Regions from separate parts of the Mus musculus genome. Here all the other regions are linked to region 1. Evidence: chromatin contacts called from public Hi-C data. All regions are on one chromosome and are shown on one strand. Each heading gives the region's core, a stretch centred on a gene start, on an enhancer-like site or on the middle of the called end of the contact. The rest is flanking DNA. Distances are from core to core; before and after follow the strand shown.

Evidence for each region. Hi-C and Micro-C count contacts between places; a contact is called where the count stands out from the background.
Region 2: a contact with region 1 is called in a Hi-C map of the C2C12 cell line, with 2.9 times the contacts expected there. The contact joins two enhancer-like sites. A contact is called at or near these places in 3 of 484 Hi-C or Micro-C datasets (the 3T3-L1 cell line, the C2C12 cell line and epidermal suprabasal cells).
Region 3: a Hi-C map of the C2C12 cell line shows a contact between it and region 1, with 3 times the contacts expected there. The contact joins two enhancer-like sites. A contact is called at or near these places in 1 of 39 promoter capture datasets (hippocampal neurons), 2 of 15 datasets of contacts at CTCF or cohesin (the NIH/3T3 cell line and embryonic stem cells), 29 of 484 Hi-C or Micro-C datasets (the C2C12 cell line, the C3H10T1/2 cell line, LSK cells and 20 more) and 1 of 115 datasets of contacts at active chromatin or transcription factors (bone marrow-derived dendritic cells).

What each region holds. Positions count from the first base shown.
Region 1 is chr4:56,487,184-56,491,600 of GRCm38.p6, forward strand. No RefSeq gene overlaps it. Among named protein-coding and RNA genes, the nearest start is that of Gm34628, 11 kb to the left of the region's middle. Within about 2 kb of position 2,343, at least 12 of the 459 cell types and tissues checked have an H3K27ac peak or open chromatin away from gene starts, as enhancers often do. A contact at or near this core is called in the C2C12 cell line, where this site is marked.
Region 2 is chr4:56,303,686-56,308,102 of GRCm38.p6, forward strand. All of the region lies in intron 2 of Gm42291 (a long non-coding RNA gene), which reads right to left. Among named protein-coding and RNA genes, the nearest start is that of Gm42291, 10 kb to the right of the region's middle. Within about 2 kb of position 2,451, at least 60 of the 459 cell types and tissues checked have an H3K27ac peak or open chromatin away from gene starts, as enhancers often do. A contact at or near this core is called in the C2C12 cell line, where this site is marked.
Region 3 is chr4:56,349,380-56,353,796 of GRCm38.p6, forward strand. No RefSeq gene overlaps it. Among named protein-coding and RNA genes, the nearest start is that of Gm42291, 36 kb to the left of the region's middle. Within about 2 kb of position 1,837, at least 4 of the 459 cell types and tissues checked have an H3K27ac peak or open chromatin away from gene starts, as enhancers often do. A contact at or near this core is called in the C2C12 cell line, where this site is marked.

The DNA of each region.
Region 1 (4,417 bases), core at 1,093-3,592:
AACTCCTCAAATTCAGTAAGGTTGCATTCAAAATTTGCAACCTATGTGCAAATGCAGTGTGATAAATTAAAGGAAAGCCTGCTCTAATTTGCGTTGAAATAGTAAGGGAAAAGGGTCCAGCATCATCAGCTAAGGACAACCAGATTCCATGGAAGAGTAACCATTGTGATGGAAGAGTCACAGTGGCCATGAAAGCTGCAAGAACAAAAGGGAACAAACTAGAGTATTGCCGTGTCCTATAGGTATATCTTACATCATCTTAACTACCCAGGAAGTGCTATGATTCACAAATAGAAAACTCTGTAAATGTCATCTATTAGTGTACAGCCACTAAACTGATGACTTTGAGGTTTTGTTCTGTTCCCAGACTTCAAAGTTACACCCAAATCATAATAAAAATAACTAATTCTAACTAAGTAGACATAGCATGCCTCTAGTGGGCATAGAGTCTCAGAGAGCTCAAGAGTTAAGGTAAAAGTTGTAAACAGACCACCCAGCCCGATCAGAATTCACGTGTTGCTACCCTTGTACATCCATGTCACAGATGCCCTAAGTCTTCTCTTACTGAATGTGATTAGGCTTCAGAGTTCCTTAGCCATCCAACCTCAACCAGGGGCCATGGTACCAAGTGGCTAAAACTTGCTTCTTTGAGAATGAAAAAAATAATTTAGCCATTATAATGATCTGTCATCTTCCAAAGCGTCAGAGTATATAAATGGACATACAGTGCAATATGGTGTTAAAGTTACATGAGAAAGGGATTTTTTTAAAAGAAAAATATTTTAAAAGACTCATTGTTTGAGAGGTGAGGGGAACCAAAAGTCTTTGGCAGTCACTGCCAACCTCCTGACACTGGCTCATTAAAGGAAACTTATCTGTCATTCTGTATAGTCCAAATATCTAAATTAACTTATAAATAAAATGTTGGATATTTATATGAAGATGACTAAGTCATTGTCTCAGATAGTATATGTAGGGACTGGTCAAGCAAAGTTTTAATTTTATATTTAATTATTTAATTTATTTAATGTGTTCTTAGTTGAAATAAAATTAGATCACTTTCCTTCCTCCAGTCCCATACCAGCCACCTTTCCCCATTCCCTTCCTGTTTCCCATTCTCAAATAAATAGCCTCTTTTTCTTGATTACTGTCACCCACACATATGTGAACACAAGTATAGTTAAATAAAAACTGATGATACTAGTTTGTTCTCTCTCTCCCTCTTCCTCCCCCTTTCCCTCTCTCCCCACCCCCCCAGCACATGTGCACATATATGTGTCCATTGTACAATGGGATTCATCCCTGAGAGAGACTGATTCTTCTTCTCACAGCCATCAATAGTTACCTATAAATTTTTGTCTAGGGCAAGGACCCTGTGAAATCTTCCCCTTTCCATATTAGCATTCCACTGATATTCCACTGATATCTCTTACTTAAATTCAACAAAACCATTATTTTAATCAAAATGAAACTAAAACAAAAATTATCATCTCTTCTTCTGCTTCTCTTATGCCTTGGGCCACAAATTTTAACAAAGAATCTATATAATCTATAAATCACCAGGATCTATACCATCAGATGGAGTCTACCTCTACTCTAAACCTATATTTATCATAAATGTCATAAATGTATTCTAGAAGGCTTCTGAACTCTTGGGGGAGTTTAACGTAAGATGCCCACAGAACTGAACACCCCCAAAAGCCAGTGCTAATTAAAGGTCAATTGTTAGAAATGGAGTTCTAAAGGAGTGGACAGACGTGCTCTGCTTTGTGTATGTCACTTTGTACTGGTGGCCATTCACTTTAACCAATACCCATCACAACCAAGATTGTATCAGAGATTCATCACAATTTATCTCCTTTGAGAGGCTAGAGAGGCTCCTTTTTGCTCTCTTGAAAAACCCGGGAAATAGCAAAAATGTTAACTAACCCTCCAACGTGTCTGATCAACTCCTCTGTTTTAGAATATAGCTCCAGACATACTTTGGTCTCCTCCACAATTACAAGTCATATTCACTATAACTGCCTGAGGAAGGCCTAGCACTTTCCTAGTAAGCTGAAAGTGTAGTTGAGAATTCACAGTTGCAACTTGTACAAAAATGGGATTTCCAACAGACCTACACTCTCCTCCAAAGAAAGCTTGTCTGTGTAAACTTATCTCAAAAACAAAAACTGAACCAAACTCACAAAACACTCCTAAGAAGGCTCAAGCTTCACACTGAAACCTGCAGCAGAAACCTCTAGAGAAGACTGTAGGAAAGAACTGGGTCTTTTCCTTCTTCAAACTGAGGCTCAAGCAATAACTAGCCAAGTGTGACTCAGAAGATGTATCTGAGCTTGTGAACAAGGCCCCGGGACTCTGGACTGCGTGATCATCACAGTTCTTGCCATGAGCAAGCAGAGATGCTGTGACTCGTACCTCAGATTCTTTCCTGGCAAGGATTTCTGCAGAGTCCACTCCTTACAGGTAAGACAAGAGTCTGAATAAGTCAAGAGCAGCAGCCCAGTGAATCAACAGGAGGGGCGAGTATACATGCTCACCCACAGAAACCTTGCCCCTGGATAGACTGAAGTATTATGGATAGATGAGGGAGAGATGCCCCTACTAAGGAAGAGCTCACAGCACACTGAGACAACCAGACACATAACCTCACAATGGTCACATACACTGGTGATGTTTCCATGGCTATTAGTTCCACAGAGGAAGCACAAATGAGAAAGTGGTCGATTATTCCTTGAGATCTCATGTGGAGAATGGCATGTGATCTAGATGTCCCAGGGTGACCAAGGAGGAAAAGCATGCAAGGAAGGGAAATAGTTTAGAGGCAAGAAAGTTGCTTCAGCTATTTAGGGTAATGAAGGTCTTCAAGGTCACTGATGGCATGTTTTTAAATGAATCTTCTGTAGATATATTTCAGCAAACTCTCCGAATAGACAGACCTACAGTGTCCCACTGGAGGGATAACAGAGAAAACTGATTGGCCAAAAGTGGGCATGGTTATGGCTCAAGGAAACACTTTGCCTGTGTCTTTCCAACTGTACAAAGGGTGATGATAAGGAAGAAGAAATAGTTCTTTTGATTCGAGGGTCTTTGCTTTAAAAGTTTATTGGCTGAGCAGAGACTTCTACTCTAAATATAGAGCGGTAAAAATGCTGGCGCTAAAGGAACACTCTTGGGCACACTCTGCAAGAGCAAACAAGTGAAGCAGTTATGTAGAAGCATGGCTTTCTCAGCTCAGCTCTCTTCAGAGCAATGAGAAAGAGAGAGAGAAGCTTATATATGATATTATATACACAGTGACTATATATAACACATGTGCGTATATATTATAATGTATATACACATGATATATCTGTGTGTGTGTGTGTGTGTGTGTGTGTGTGTATATATGTATATATATATATATATATATATATTGTGTGTATGTGTGTGCATGATGCACATTCACAAGTGATCATTTGCACCAAAATCCAGTTTCATTGGTTCTCCCTTGGCCATGATTTAATGGAGATGTTTGACAAGATAAAGTGGCTCATTCTTTTAGCCATAGGCTGGCTGGCTTCTGTCCAAGATAAACCTCAGGAGGCCAACTCTCCCCTCCCAGCCTCCAAGGAGACTGTAGGTTATCTGATGAATGGAGCGACCAGCACTGTCTCACTGTTCCTCCGCATGAATTTTAGGAAGAAGATCACCCTGTGGCTCATCAGATGAGCTGCCACTGTGACAGCAAAGGAGAACAAATGAATAGGATGGCGGCAGGTCCATCGGTGTGGGCGACATTGCTCTCTTGATAAATGTTTCTCTCTCTCTCTCTCTCTCTCTCTCTCTCTCTCTCTCTCTCTCTCTCTCTCTCTCTCTCTCTCTCTCTGTCTCTCTCTGTCTCCCTTCCTTCAGAGGAAGGATTTGGGAGTAATGAAAACTGTGGTAGGTAAATCAGAAGGAAAACCACAAGGAGGCACTACCTTAGAGCCACTGGATCTGTGCGTGATCTTACAACAGTCGCTCTGTCCAGCTGCATCCATTTCCCAGTATGATTTTCCACTGACCTCTGTTTGTTTTAAAAGAATGTGAGTCTGAGGCTGATTGATATTTAAAAAAAAAAATGAAGTTCAAACTTAAGATTCAGATAAAAATGCCGTTAATTTGTTCACTATTAAATAACTATTTTGACCTTCTGTTATATACCAGGAATTGTCCCAGATATTGCCTCAGATTTAATGAGTGAGTTGTTCCTTGTTCTAAAAGAATTTGAGGCAGGTTTAATAATTCAGTACCATGAATATCAGCCTTAAGAAAAACAAGGTGACACCAGGTAGGCACACACTCGCACACAAGCACGTGCACACACACACACACACACACACACACACACACAGGTACACACATGCACACATAGAGAAAGAGGGAGGAAGGGAGA
Region 2 (4,417 bases), core at 1,201-3,700, 180 kb before region 1:
CTTCTCCCTCTCCCTCCCTCCCTCCCTCTCTTCTCTCTCTCTCTCTCTCTCTCTCTCTCTCTCTCTCTCTCTCTCTCTCTCTCTTGCTCTGTCTCTCTCTCTGTCTCTCTCTCTGTCTCTCTCTCTCTCTCTCTCTCTCTTGCTCTGTCTCTCTCTCTGTCTCTCTCTCTGTCTCTCTCTCTCTGTCTCTCTCTCTCTCTCTCTGTCTGTCTCTGTCTCTCTCTTCTGTTTCTGACTACGTATTTATTTCACTATGAAAGCATTCACTCCAGGTAACTGCAGAACTTGCAATTATCAGGCATGCTGTGCTCATAGGCACATGCTGCACCTAACCCTCCATCATTTCCACACCCTTTTTTTTTCCTTGCTACCTTTCCCCCATCAAGCAAAACAGGAAATGCCAAGTGGCTTCAGCAAGCCTCTGGCTCCTTGAGTCCTTCCTCTGATCCAAGAAAACTTTTGTTCACTCAGCACAAAACCATGACAATTCTTTGCTATCCCTGTCTCTTTCCTAGTGATTCTCAATGTTGCTTCACCCTGGGGATCATAGCTTAGCTAGCAGTGGGGCTTATTAGTCCTTTTTTTAAGGCTGGGGTAGTTCTATTGTTCATCTTAGTTGAGAAACTGCCCCAGACTCTAAGGTCCTGTGAACTTGAGCTCTTTCTTAATTTCTGTAACCTTCATATTCTTCCTAGGGGCCCTGGTTCTGTGAGGGTCTTTTAGGTCCTCATCCAATATTTGTTAAGTAATGCTCTTGAAACAGGAAGTTGGTTGGGGCAATCTGGAGGCTCAGGAAGGGGAGGGATTTTCTGAGTAACTGACTGAGAGGAAGCATCATCCTTACAGAGCCTGGCCAGTTTTAAGATTCTGGAACAATGCCATTCTATACCCAGAAGATGTTTAATCTTGGTCTGTTTCATCTCCATTTGCACGTTTCAATCTCACTGGTCCATCAATCACAGATGCTCCACGCATGAGTGAGTCTGTGGAAAGAGTAGGAGTTTCTAAGCTCTGTAGCTTATGGTCTAATACAATAATTAATAGAAGAGAGAGTTTATTTAAGTGGGACAGCAGGGGATCATGGTCTTAAAATTCTTTTTTATGTCTCTTCTCTAATCTTTCAGTTGCATTTAGTAGGAGACATTCCTGTTATTCAAAGAAAAGCCCTGAAAGCAGCTTCTACCCCAATCCTTATGTACACTACAAATAAAAAAATTAAATCCAGAATATTAGCTGTACTCCCACTGAAGCCTTTAGCTCTGAGCTCATATCTGTCTCCACTGTAGCTTTAAAACATACACGAAGTCAGTTCAGTTTGAGTAGATATAAACAGGAATGACTGCATGTCTTTCTGAATTCAAGGGAAGCAGGATAAGCCCCTATTTTTTAAAGATACCAGATTCTAGTCTCTTGTTTTTAATCACTTTCCACCATGATGATGAAAACAGCCCGGTGTTGCCATCCAGGATTATGCTGTTTCAATGCCCTGATGACGAGAGTAAAAGCCTGACTCAACTCTATGGACAGGAACTTGACATCAATGCAGAGCCTCCTGTGGAGACATTCTTTCTGGGGTTCCTGCCTTTCTGTTGCTTTTGTAGCTTTCAGGGTAGACCCTAAGTTCTCAGGCAAAGATTATATTCTATAAACCCAGGATGTTCTTTGGAATTCAAGATGGAGAAGGTAAATGGATAATAAATATTTATAATCTTTTTGACACTAAGTCTTTTATTTTTCCTTTGAAATGCTGCCGAAACAGAAATGGGGCTGTGAGGTGCTGAGTGGTCCTCAAGTCTATTTTAGTGTTGAGTGAGGTTGTAATGTCTTTCCCATCACCAGAAGCTAAGAATGGGTCCATGTGTCTCATCTGTGAGCACTGGGAGACTCTAGTCTAGTTTGTGTCTGAATCCCTCTACTTTCTGTCCATATTGCATACAGAATCTCTGTCAAAGTGGTCCACATGTCCTCATTTCCCTAGTTTAAAGGCTGCTAAGCTTCACTGACGGTCAACAAGATAACTCCTTAGCTTCTTCCTCTGGCATTCACAGCCCCTTCCATATCTGATCCTCACGTTCTTCTCCAGTCTTTCTGGGAAATCTGCCTGTTAGACTGACCTCATAGATGAGGAATGTGAAGCCTGCAAAGTGAGGTGACCTCCCTAGAGAACATACACAGCAACAGTGGAGGCTCAGCTCTCTGCTTGTGGACCGAATTCTTCCCATCACAGACTGTTCTCTTCACACATAAGCTCGGCAGTTGCATCTGAACTATGGGGCTCATGATAAGAAAGTTTCTTCTATACACACAGGAGGTTGGTAAACCTTTCCCATAGTCCCAATAGCCTCATCTTCTGGTTCCTTAGAGAGGGCCAGTTTTCACAGTGCAGGAGTGACCTGTGTAAGCCAATAGAACAGTCTGAACATAATGATGTGTCACTATGAAGCCTAGAAACACTTTGCCGTGGTCAGGCTAGCCTCCGTGTCTTGAGAACACATAGCAATGAGTTGAAGCATCCAACTGTCATATGGGTGACTGAACCAGCTTGGTCAGTGACTCACCAGCTCCTCAAGCTTCTGATGGCTATAACATGGATGCCATCTAGAATATTAATATTAATAGATTACTAATATTAGAAAAATAACTTTCAGATTGTATTTTATTTTATTGTAATAAGTTACTTTAGGGCATTTTCTTGCAAGTATATAATGTATGTTGGGCATATTCCTGCCCTCATTCACTAACCTCTTTTCCTTTTCCCGTTAGTGTGTTTAGACCCCCTTGTTCACTTCTACTTTCCTGTCACCTGTACATACACGATTTTACATATCTAGGTAAAGTGTTGGAGCCACAGATAAGAGAAGACATGTGGCACAACTTGCTGAAGCTTTCTTTGTATACAAGAACTATGATGGATCACAGGGCCCCCAATGGAGGAGCTAGAGAAAGTACCCAAGGATCTAAAGGGATCTGCAACAATAATATGAACTAACCAGTACCCCCAGAGCTCATGTCTCTAGCTGCATATGTATCAGAAGATGGCCTAGTCGGCTATCAGTGGAAAGAGAGGCCCATTGGTGGTGCAAACTTTATATGCCTCAGTATAGGGGAATGCCAGGGCCAAGAAGTGGGAGTGGGTGGATAGGGAAGTGGGGTGGGAGGGTATGGGGGACTTTTGGGATAGCACTGGAAATGTAAATGAAGAAAATACCTAATTAAAAAAAGAACTATTAACAGTCACATCCATTTTCTTGAAGAAGTGACACATCTTCAGTCACTTTTGGATGGAGAGAATTTCCAGTGCACACAAGCCACGATTTCTTTGCCCATTCCTCTGCAGATAGGACTCAGTTTCCAGCCTCACAGAGTTACGACAGCTTCCCAGCCATCAAAGCCCTTTAGCTGAATACTCTAGCTTATTACCGGAGGATGGCAGTGCCTCTCTCCTCTGAGCATGCTCTTTCTTCTATCTGCGCTCTCCCCTTCTCTAGCACCTACAGTGTTCTCCCTTCTCATCTAGTAAGCCCCTTCTTATTTTCCTGTCCCAGTCTTACAGTCTCCCAGTTGCTGACTTTTTCATGTGAGAGTCCAAATCCTTGTCTCCTTCTGGCCACTCAGAGCACCATGGAGGAACGTTGTCTACCTGCCCACACCAGGCAGGGAGGTCACAAGAATCATCATTGCATTTCTCTGTGCACTTGCATGATTCGGCTCTGGCCCAAACATAAACTTGATGGTCAGTAAATATTTAAATGCAAGGACTGATGAGAGATTCAAAAGGAGTTTTGTTTCCATTGAACTCAACCACACCTTTAAGGGTTACTGTGCATTTAGGCTATTGAATCTTCTTTTTAAAAATTGCTTTAGATCTTTTTCTAAATTTGTTGTGAAGTCTTCCAAGCATTTTATATTTGAACTTTAAGTTAAGAAAGCTGCAGACCTCCTACATCTGCGTTACCAAGGGCAAGGCTGGACAGGTTCAGTAACTGCTTTGGTCCTGGTTTGGTGAGAGATGAAGGGAGCCCAGTCCTGGCTTGGCAGTGTGACTCACTGTGTTTAGAAGCTGTGGAGCTTCCTCAGAACACCATCTACATCTTTGCACCTTCTCTCACTCCTCAAACCTGATAGCACTTCCTTTAGTGTAGTTGTAAGAAACAACATTTTAAACCTGAACTCAGACCTTGAGTATTCTCCGTGATAGTTTTCACTCCTTGAGCATATGTTGTTTGTTGGGCAAGATGCATTTAGAGAAAAAAACCCAAAGTTGAGAGCATCTCCTCCCGAACTTTACTGCACATGTGAAACACATTGAAATCATGTTCAGAGGAAGATTGTGACTGAGAAGGTCTGAGATGGAGCCTGAGGCTCTGTATGTCTAGGTTTATTTAGCTTCCATATTATCTTCTTCTGCTAATCCAGG
Region 3 (4,417 bases), core at 587-3,086, 140 kb before region 1:
CAGCTGGCATTATAAACTCTGCAGGAGCTTTGCTGGCACACCTTCTTCCACATGCTGCCAAATGGTTACGAAAGGGACCTGACATTTCATTGGGGAAACAAAGGAAGGCCATCTCCTAACCTGCCTTTGCCCCTAGTCAAGGGGACAGCTTTGGCAATCTACTCATTCAAAACCCCGCCACTTTACAGGAAAGGACCCGTGGCACACATGTTATGGGGAGTGTGAGGTATGGCCCAGATCCTTCAGGATAAAGCATCCAGGTGACAGAAGCATTGTTTTGGTTTGACACATACTGCTAATTGTCACTACCCTCTATTTCTTTAAGTATCTAGACAGAAATAAATTCTTCAATGCTCTCCTCGTGTGCTGTGTTATGTTATGTTGTGTTGTGTTGTGTTGTGCTGTGCTGTGCTGTATTGTGTTCTGTTGTGTTGTATTGTCCATATGTTTATTTTATCTTGGCCTGGCTACCTTGTAGGTTGTTCACTAAGCAACTTTAATGAGAGTATTTCCATTTTGAAAATATGAACACGTGTTCCAAAAATAATGTCGGTTTTGCCAGAGAAAACAAATAAAAATGACTTCCTTTTCCCATGGTTTGGATACAGCTTGTCCCCTAAACGTTATCTTTTGCTGGTAGCTTGCTCTCCCATGTGGATGGAAGGATTGAGTTCTGAGATCGTTCAAAGGTAAAATCTCACAGAAGGTAATTAAATCTTGGGAGGTCTCATGAATGGATGGATACTGTCTTCCAAGGGTACTGTCAGTGTTACAGCCCTCGATTAGTTCCTGAGAGAGAACTGTTTATAAAAAGAGCAAGCCCAGAACACAGTCACTGAAAGTCATACATGCATGAGGATCTAAGTTCAGATCCCCAGCTCCCACATAAACGCTGGCCACAATGCTATATCCCTGTAATCCTAGCCCGGAGGAGGAAGAGACCAGAAGATGGCTGGAGCTGTATGCCTAGCCAGTTTAGTCTACTGGTGAACTCAGATTTGGTGAGAGGCTCTGTCATTACCAAGGCAAGTGGCACTGCCTCCACATGTGTGTGTGAGTGCCTGCCACATAAGGACAAGAAGGACTAGTCCCACTTTTGTTATTTCTTTCACATTCTCTTGTTGTCATCTAGAAAAGCATTGCCTACAGGACCCAAGCAAAGGAGTTCTCACCAGCACTTCTTGTTCAATAGCAGTGGCTACTCAATCCAAGATTCACTGTACCCCCACCCAGCAACCTTGATCCTCAGTGATGTAATTTATGGAAGAAACTTAGACAAGAAGGAATCTTAGTCTTTTCCTTGAATTTCTCACAATTAAATTTCCCAGAAAAGGCTGGGAGACATCTATGCCTCTGTTCAGGACAGGTCATATAAGAGGAAGTTACTAAGAATTTTTTTCTTATCGTGTCCACCAGAGAGGCTTCTGCAGGTCACCACAGTCATAAAAACACACACCATTTGCTTTTCTTCATGAGCCCAGAACTCAAGATTTAAAAAACACACAAACTGATGTTCAACCTTCAAAATCAAATTAACCTTCGAGTTGAAAAGATCCCATTTCAAATTAAAAGCCATGTATATTTTTTAAATATTTATGTTTCAGTACCAGGAAACTCCATTGACAACGTTGAATCTGGGCACAAGGCAGTATAAGCCCCAGTGAGCAACAAGCCTAATGTTTTCCCTATTTCAAGATCATGGCTGAGAGCAAGAACTGTGATGGCAGGTCTCCTTCACCCTACAGTAGCCTACTGGACTGCATCTTGCTGCTGAGAGAGGAAGAGCTCGTGATTCTCACATATTTATAGGTCTCATAAAAATATTCCTGGCTCCAAACTTCAAGCTCTCCTGACTCACCAACAGCTAACAAAACATTGAGATATCAGTTAGAAGTTAGACTGCCTACACCAGGAACAAAAGAGTCAAAGAAAGGGAAAGAAAGGGCAAAAGGGAAGGGATAGATGAGAGGAGGGAGGGAGGAGAGGGAGGGAGGGAAGACGAGAAAGGGTGTGTTTAAAGCATGCTAGTTTAGGAAAGTTTTCTGACTAGATTCAATTTCTTCAAATTAAATAAGTATTTATGAAGTGTATGCTATCCAGCATACACTGTTCTAAATATGAAAAGTATATGAATATCCAATATTTCTATTTCATGATGCATTTGCATACAACACACACACACACACACACACACACACACACACACACACACACACACACCTTCGAATTGGACACTGAGTAATACCTGTTACAAAGCACGTGCTAATCTAGCATTTGGGAACTCTTTTTTTTTTCCTGATATTTTGGAGACATGAGTATTGAAACCTGGGAATGTGTTTGAATCTGAGATTGTGGCACCCACAGTTAGGAAAAGCAAGCCATCCAAAGGAGAAGCCAGTTAGTGCTTTTCAATAAAACAAAACCTGAAATAAGCCACACAATGTCCAGATACAAATGTTTGTGCTGCTTGTGTGTAAAATAACTACCACATGGTGATACTAAGACCTAGGGGATCAACCACAGAAGTATGCATCTGGCCATTCTCCCATCCTAGCATAAAACTCGTCTTAAAATTTAAGATGACATATGTAGATCATGAAGCATACGTGTTCACCACACTGCCTACCTGCCTACCCAGATTTCTTGCTTTATCTGTATACAGTATCTACCTAACACCAACTCATCACTCTGACTTCAGAAAACAGCATCATCTAGTCATTTTATTACTAACACAGAGATATTCTTGGAGACCAGGTACTGTGGATAGTTCCTCTTTCTGCTATTACTTCTCCTCTGTACAAGTCACCACCTCCTCTCAGCTACAACCATAGGTAGCCTCAGTGGTCTCACCTTGTTCCATTAAATGAATTTAGACCCGAGAGCTAGATCAACGTTTCTAGTACATAAATCAGACCGTGTTCCCTTGTTAACTAAATAACTCCCAACTCTTTGATTGGCAGGAACCACAAGGTCCTCATCAGGACTTAGGTCAAAGGCTCCATGGAATCAGCCCCTGCTATTTTTCCAATGCATCAGTGACTTCCCTTCCACGCCAACTGTGCTCCAAGTGTTTCATTTCTTGCACACACAAGCCAAATTCTCCATGTCAACAGCCCTTGTCCCTGTATGCTGTCTATCCTGGGCCTCTCCCAGAAGTCACAGTCTTAGCTTCTGAGAAGCCTTTCCTGGGCACACTGCCTCAGGTAAGCACCGCCCACTCCACCCATTAACTCTCTGCCATTTTTAACTCACACGTGTCTCTAGCACTTAGGAACTTTCCAACTGTGCCCCCAACCCCCGGGACTGGAAGACAAGTCTCTCAAGATCACATATAACCTGCATATCAGAGATAAGAGAAAGCTCGGTGTGATAACACATGTCTACCATTACCAGCTGCCTGAAGGGTTGAGGAAAGAAAACCACTTGAGCACACAAATTTAACACCAGCCTGAACAATGTATAAGAAATGTCTCAAAATAAAAGGGAAAAAGTAGACAATAAGAATTTGAAAAATCAATGATGAAAACCACTTACCACCTTACACACACACACACAGACACACACACACACACACACACACACACACACACACACACACACACACACACATACACACACACACTTTCTGCCAAAACTATGTTTCAGGTACTTCAAGTTCAGTTCTTAAAGGGCTTGCTGTGTAGTGAGATAGAGGTGAAAGCCAATGGGGCCATGAAACTTGTTATTTTGCAAGAATATACAATTTGTGATAGGCAAAGGCACCACAGAGCAGAGAAACTGAACTGAAGTTTGGGGAGAAGGGGAGAGAAAGAAAGCTGGTGAGGGTGTCAGGCAACAGGACGAATGACAACAAAGAGTGAGAGGTAGCGTGTCACACGGCGGGGGGGGGGGGGGGGGTCTGTAAAGCTTGGAGATCATCCGTGTTGCTGAGCTAAAGTGCTAACCTCTTATCACTTAAAACGTGGTAGAACATACATCTATGTTCCTGACCCTGGCTCTCTTGTTGCGAAGTGACCCCTGCAAATTTGACGCTCATTAGAGAAGCTCTCAGATCTTTTTATTTTGTGTCATAAATAAAACTATGACATGGACAGGAAGCAGAGCTTGAACAATGTCTTATTGCGCCCTACGGAGAAAAGGAAGCATCCAGTTACCAGGAAGATATTTGCGTCACTTTATACCTTTTCTCTTCTAGAAGCAAAAACAGTGTTCAGAGCTTGGTTGAGACCATAGATATGGAGGAAGAATGGTATTGCCAGGATTCTATGCTAGCCATTCACCAGTATGTCCTTGTTGCCATTTCCTTAAAAAAAAAAAAAACTACTTTAAAATGTAGTCTTAGGTCTAGACAAAAATCATAGTTGGAAAAAACAGTTCTGTCCAATTGTTTCTTCATCTGCCCCAAGAATAAAAGCGG